Regions from separate parts of the Danio rerio genome. Here region 2 is linked to region 1. The links are chromatin contacts, called in public Micro-C maps. All regions are on one chromosome and are shown on one strand. Each heading gives the region's core, a stretch centred on a gene start, on an enhancer-like site or on the middle of the called end of the contact. The rest is flanking DNA. Distances are from core to core; before and after follow the strand shown.

Evidence for each region. A called contact is a pair of places that touch in the nucleus more often than the background predicts.
Region 2: a contact with region 1 is called in a Micro-C map of caudal fin, with 1.6 times the contacts expected there. The contact joins the promoter of klf7b here to the enhancer-like site in region 1. A contact is called at or near these places in 2 of 18 Hi-C or Micro-C datasets (caudal fin and hematopoietic stem cells).

Annotation. Positions count from the first base shown.
Region 1 is chr9:30,023,254-30,026,928 of GRCz12tu, reverse strand. It overlaps klf7b (Kruppel like factor 7b), which reads left to right. Exons shown (of 4, transcript NM_001044766.2): 3 at 669-792. All of the region lies in intron 1 of LOC141376143 (a long non-coding RNA gene), which reads right to left. Among named protein-coding and RNA genes, the nearest start is that of klf7b, 43 kb to the left of the region's middle. Within about 2 kb of position 1,253, at least 2 of the 62 cell types and tissues checked have an H3K27ac peak or open chromatin away from gene starts, as enhancers often do. A contact at or near this core is called in caudal fin, where this site is marked.
Region 2 is chr9:30,066,500-30,070,016 of GRCz12tu, reverse strand. klf7b (Kruppel like factor 7b) reads left to right here and starts at 1,622. Exons shown (of 4, transcript NM_001044766.2): 1 at 1,622-2,079. The coding sequence starts at 1,978. The region is part of intron 1 of LOC141376143 (a long non-coding RNA gene); the gene reads right to left.

The DNA.
Region 1 (3,675 bases), core at 4-2,503:
GCCATCGACACCCTCCCCATTCCCACCCAGGCCCCAGGCTGAAGCCTGTTCTGTTCCCTAGGAACACTGCCACTGTGCCGGGACCCTCTCTTCGGGTGCTGAAATCCCCCCCTTCCTTCCTCACTCAAGGCCATATTTTAAATCTGAGGCATAAAAATACGGCATGTGGAACAATTGGTATCTCCTTTCCCATCTGTTTAACTTCATTTGAATTTCAGAGCTTACTGGGAGGGTGGAGAACATTTAGCACAAATGGCTTCATTTTGGATACTTGACTTTGGGTTATGAATTCGTTCTGTTATGGTGACTGAGCACATTTATGCAGCCCCTCTTCAGTTTAAGAAAAAATGTAAAACAGTGATTTGATTGAATCAAAATCTGTTTCATTTTCTTTCTTTTCTATATATATTTTACATTTGACTACTGAGAATGCAGGAGGTTTGAGCTACAGCGCTGTAATTTGGAGAACTGGGCAATAAATGGTGTGATCCGATTGGCTGGCTAGGATATGTGATTGAGAGAAACAGTAATGAATGATGTTGATAATGGAACTGCTGACTGTACTCACAGTGGCACAGCAGCAGCCTCGCTCCAGAGGCGCACCATCTGTGTACAGGTGTGTGTGAATGGTGAAGGGGGGATTAAATGATGTGTGTTTGTGCATGCAGGTGAGAAGCCTTACAAATGCTCCTGGGAAGGCTGTGAATGGCGTTTCGCACGAAGCGACGAACTGACGAGGCACTACCGCAAACACACTGGTGCCAAACCTTTCAAGTGCAACCACTGCGACAGGTAAGAGAAGCACAGCAAAAGCTCCAAAACTAGCTTTCAATAAAAGTAAGCAAGCATGCATGAATTTAACCCTTTTTAATTCTGTAACGCTCCCACACACAAACTCAACCACGCTAGTCCACAGTCCCCAAGTGCCTATAAACAAATTCCTCCAGTTATGAGACCACAGGACTAAACTCTCTCCCTCTCAAAGAATCCATCGCACCCTCCCTTCGGCTCTTGTTTTCTTAAATTCTCTCTGATGGCATGCACATAGCAGTGCTGCATCGGGCTCATTGGAAGTTAGCACAGGCCCGGTTCCCTGCTGAATAACTCATTCACAGTCTGGTCCTGTGATACCCATTACCGAATTACTGCGAATATCTCATTCTCACATTCTGTTCCACTTTCCTCCGTCCTCCCATCGGTACGGCGTATGCCCACACTGTGGCTCGAGTGCAGGGAGAAAGAGAAGTTATAGGCATGGGTATGCATTCCAAGGTAAGAGGAGTTACATAACAGTAATATAAAAGAGATGGAGAGAGGCACAGGAGAGGAAATGGATGCACGTAGAGCTCTAGAGGAAAGACACAGCATATTTGATGAGGGTTGTTTTTTTCTTTTTTGCCTGTATGCTGAAACATCAGCATGGAGTAAGCGGTTTTTGTAGGACATTATGTGGAATAAATAATCACAATTTGCATACTATTAGCAATGCACTAGTATTATAATTCTGGTCAATGCAATAGTGCAAAAACTATTTTGGTGTCATTATGGACTATAAGTGGGATATATTAACTTTATTTTGTCCAAAATATGGCATTAAAATTGACATTAGATAAAGATAACATTTAATAATGTTAATTAAATTGAATATTAATTAAATATAAACTTTATAGTTAGATGCAAATGCTATTGTTAGTGTACAAATGGTTGAAATGAGCAGTAGTTACAGGCCCACAGCCAGCCTGGTGAAAGGAGTGCTTCTTTTTTTTTCAAAAAGTGGACCTTTTTTTCTATTTCATTACGAAGTTAAGTATTTATAGTTTGAATACTGCATTTTAGTGACATTTTAAGCATAATTTATTTCTGGATTAGCTTGTCGGGTGGCCATCATAACCACACTTTATGATGTACCAAAAACATTTCCTAAATATTTAGAATAAAAAATATGAAAAAAATTATATTTATATGTATTATTTTATCATATATCATAAGGAAAAGATAAAGGAATCTGCTAAAGTTTTAAATTAAAAACTGCCTATTAAGGCTAAGTCGCCAATTTTTTAGCAAATAACAAACACGCCAGCACATTCAACTTTCCTCAGTTAGAATTTGGCCACTTGAATAACAAAAAAAAATTACATAATAATAATAATAATAAGAAGAAGAAAACCAACGTAGAGCTTCACAATTTTTCTAGCCTCTCTTGTAAAAAAAAGTACATCTGAAAATTCCTGGAAAACAAAAATAGCCTTATTAGTATTAAAATATACTTGTATATGCTTCAAAAATGACTTTTTGTGCATCACAGCTTTTTATTTGTAATTTTTTTCTTTAAAGAATAAGGTCCCAAACTTAGAATAAAAGTTATTTGTAAAATGTTTTCACAATTGAACAACAATACAGATGGTCAGTAGTGAAAGATGACGTCACTTACGTCATATTTTTCTCTGTATTAAAGCTTTATTCGATGAGTTATTTTCACAATTTATGATGGCAAAGCAGTCAAAATTGAAGAAATGAGCTCATGTATAGGACACTTTTTGGACCTTTATAAGTGAGGGGGTGGGTCTTTCGAACCACCCTAACCACCACTGGCTATGGGCCTGAGTTAAAGACATACATACATTTTACCTGACCAATAGCAGACAACAATGCCCATGTGGTACAGAAAGTGTACATGTTACTTCAAGAAGCAATAAATAAAACTTGGTGTTAAATGCAAATGGATACAATGAAAAAGTCTGTGAATCAATATTGACTTACTAAGTCCACATGCTTAAGTATGTAGCTTGCAATCACCAGCAAAATACAAAACACTTTGAGTGCGCTGGAGCATGCAAATTTAGGATGCAATTTAGATTTGTTTTTTCCTCAAATATTTTGTTGGCAGAAAAACTGCTCTCTGGGAGTCCAATCACCATTAAAGAGTTGTTTTTCAATGAACCATAAAAAGTAGTATGAAAAATATCAGGTTAATTTTAGTCTGGAAAGTTCCTCTACATTTTGAGGTTTTACATGACTATGGAACTATATTTAATTATTAATAGCTACATTTTGACACACACATCCAGGCGATGCAGAGGCAGCGTGTTCAAACGCGTTTGGTGTTAAAGAGGTGAAGAGACACCGAAGCAGCAGAGAAAAGGAGAGATTTGCATTAGCATGGGGAGGAAGAGTGATAGCCTGTCAGGTGACAGTATTAGGGAGCTGTCACTCGGGCCTGGCATGCGGGCAGCAATTACACAGCGGAGGCCGCGTGCCCACTGAGCCAGCTCCAGGTGGAAGCACAATTAGACACGGCTCCCTGTCTCGCCGTCGGCATCAAACCAACCTCGTCGCAGCCTTTTGAAAAGTTGTCCATTGAACATTTCTCTGCTGCTCCATCACAATGAAGCTATTGCGTTCCCAGCGGACGAGTCACGGCTGGGACGGCCTCTGTTCTACAGACTGCTGCTGACACCTGAACAGCGCCGCTTTCCCCCGGGCACAGCAGAGCTCGTGAACTCTCAGGGGGAACACATGGGGAAATCTGTGTCCCTACACTCATTACTCAGTGTTTGGCAGCTATTGCATGACAAAAGGAGGAGGAGCCCGTTTGGATAAGCAAATCTACATTGGCAATTCTTTCTCTCTGATGTCAGGTATAAACAAGGGCATATTCAGAATTTGGAATCTAGC
Region 2 (3,517 bases), core at 373-2,872, 43 kb before region 1:
CTGATGAAGAAAGGGACTAAATGAAAATAATAAATGAATGAATTACTTTTGTTGGCAAAAAAAAGAGATTTTACAGGTAAATTAATGCAGAGTAAACAAAAATCTTACAAGTTTAAGTATGCAAAGTGACTACATTCGGTTATTATTAATTATGTTTATTAGTTATTAATTATTGTTTTCCTTTTTTCTCCCTTTTATTTAATTGGCAGCCATTCTCCTGCACATTTTTCAGTAAGTAGGTTTTTCTTGATCACAAAACGCTCTCCAAACAAACACACTTATATTTGCTTAGAATATTTACAATAACATAACATCAATATGTTTGAATAAGGGGTAAAATATAAACTTTCATTGGCCAGACATTACTTCTGGTAACATTAAGCACACACACACACACACACACCACATGTATTAAGATTAAAAATCTGAATGTAAAATGTGTCATCTTGTGTCATACATTGTGATGAATTTTAACACTACAAGCAAGTTCATATTAATTAGGCTACATTAAGAAACTAGATTCATAATAACTTTGAATAAAAGCTTTTGCTTGAATAATGGTTTGTTGAACAAAGATAAATCTGTTTACGACAGACAGACAGACAGACAGACAGACAGACAGACAGACAGACAGACAGACAGACAGACAGACAGACAGACAGATAGATAGATAGATAGATAGATAGATAGATAGATAGATAGATAGATAGATAGATAGATAGATAGATAGATAGATGAGCACGAATTAAGTAAACGTTTGCAGTATGAGCAGTCAGTTACAGGACTGCTATAGGCAACAATCATTATTTAGAAATATTACACTTTTTAGGTTGCGTTTTTATGGATTTCAGGAATTAACTGCTATTAGGAGTGTTTCTGGCTTGCCCACAGGGTGAAAAACCATCCTGATGAGTCAATTACCCTTTACAGAACAATAACCAGATCAGTACTGCAAATCAATGCCATCAATTGCGTTGCTGAAACAGTTGCAATGCTCTTTGCGGTAATTTGTGCCATTAGAGAAGCTAAAACTCATTTCTAAGTGCTAAGCCTCTTATTTCAGAATTAAAATGTTTAAAGTAGCCCCGATCTTGTCTGTGAAGCGCTTAATCCTACTACTTGTGAAACATCTGAGAAGATCTTCAGACTTTTTTTTCAGCATTCGCCTACGCTTGAACATTGCATCATAACATTAATTATTTTCCAAACGACACTTCCAACTTTATAGGCAGCTTTGCGCTGTGAGATACCCGTAATGTATCATTTCCAGCAGATATGACTACATAGAGACTTGCCTCACGTTACAATCTGCAACTTCTGCTTCTGTTTGTTGCGTTCTCTCCGGCCGTATGAGCGACGCCAGTGCGCTGCCGCTGCTATATAGCTCTCTAAAAATAGCTCACCTTTCACTGCCTTCTACGGCCCGATTGACAAGTGTCACGAGCCAATCGCGCTATATTATTCAGATTTCACTCCACCTCTTTAGCTATTTAAGCACCGCCTTACTTGGACGCCAGTGAGATCATCAACCTTATTTACCGTATATGGTCACGCACGGAATTGATTGACAACAAACCACGCCCCCTCGGCTCCCTTTGCTTCCTCTCGCTCGCGAGGCAGCGAGCCCAGCAACTTGCCTTGGTGATCCACGGCATTCAGGAGAAAGGCTACCTGGAATTTATAGCGCAAAAGACACAGAGGCAATGCGGAAATAGGTGGACACTTCATGTCACCGAGTTTGCATCCCACTCCCAGGCTGAGGATCTGAGAGTTCGCGGGGACTGCAATTAAGTGACAAGAATTGTTTTTTATTTTTTTCCTTCCTTTTTTTTCCATTAGCGCTTAAAACAACCAGCTTTAACTACACTTCACGGAGGATTTGAAGCATTCCTTTTTGCGTCTGACAGCGGGCTGAGAAGAAAACAATTTATACCTGAGGATCAAAGCATCAGTTTTGTTTTTCTTGTGAGCATCAACATGGACGTGTTGGCGAATTACAGTATTTTTCAGGAACTTCAGCTGGTGCACGACACGGGCTACTTCTCAGCGATGCCGTCGCTGGAGGAGAACTGGCAGCAGGTGAGAGAGTTTGCACGAAACTACTTGGACTGTTAGTTGTTTGCGTAAATAAGCATTGCTTATGTGCGCAGATGTACCTGATGGAAACATTCACAACTTCACCGTGCGCGCGCCTATCCAAAACACGCTGTCCAAATTTTTGCGCGTAGTGGATTTTAGTGATGCAGGTGCTGTGTTGCTGCTTTCATATGAAAGCATGAAGCTAGAACTCCGTTCCTTTTATTTTAGCGACGTGAAAGTGATTATTAGTGAGAAGAATAGTCTGCAATACGTTGTGTGCTAATGTAGTGTACTTCTTAGTGTTATACTCCAGGCAAAACAGAGTGACAGAATGAGACACGAGATGAATCATGTGCATTATTTCTGGCTGAAACTGACTGAATGGCGTTTTGTTAAAGGCGCACGTAATATGGATGGAGAAAGTAAGAGCTTCGCTAACAATAAGCGACTTGTTATTAAATAATGCATTCGCATCTGTCAGATTACTTCGTGTTTTTCAGCACGACGATATCAAGAGCAGTTCCCGATCGTCATGTATTATGTATTACCTCCGCCGCGAGGGTGCGCGCGTGAGTGGATGTGAGGAGAATGCATTCAAATCACACTTTTTTTTCTTTCTTTCTGAGAGCTGCTGTGCATCTGTATAACAATTTGCTGACTCTTGAAGGGTAAAGGTAATCAATGATAATAGCTGTGTTTTACATTTTTATGACATCCCACTTAAGCCTTCTGGAAGATCTGGTGGAAGTGATGCACATTGGGAAATATCTGTCAGGGTCATGTTTTAAGTGACATGAGGTCTGTGTAAAATCAATGCAAATCAATTGATTTGTGTCAGGCAATAATTGTTTAGTAGTTAAATACAGTACTGATAACATTGGGATTTGGATTTTGTATGAATTAAACAGCATTAATGCAATATTACGGTTTACCAATTGTGGTAGAAGGACTTCTGGAAATCGATGTGACGATGGGCGCCTCTGCAGGCATGCACCGGCTGTCTTGAGCTCATTGCAATTCCATGTGCTCAACTGCAGGGAAATGCAGCGAGTGGTTATTTATCGCTAGAGTGTGGACTTGAAACAGATCTACCCCTACCAGCAACTCACAAGGCAATTCTACACAACACAAATATTACCAGGTAGAAAATGCAAATATAGACATATTGGTATGAGTATCGAAGGAAAATATGAACCGGCGAAATCATCTTAATGATTAAATGAATATGTTGTGCAATAAGACAGTTCTGGTGTTAATCAAAGTCTTATGATCATATCAGATAATAGCTTGTGTGTGTGTGAAGCATTCATACCCTGCAGTGTTGTGAATTGGCTGTCCAAGCACACAAGATTTACAATTTTGCCTGCCGTTTGACACTTCTTTGGCCATGTGCATGATAGAAACTAAGAGAATTTGAGGGGGTAAAACACACACACAC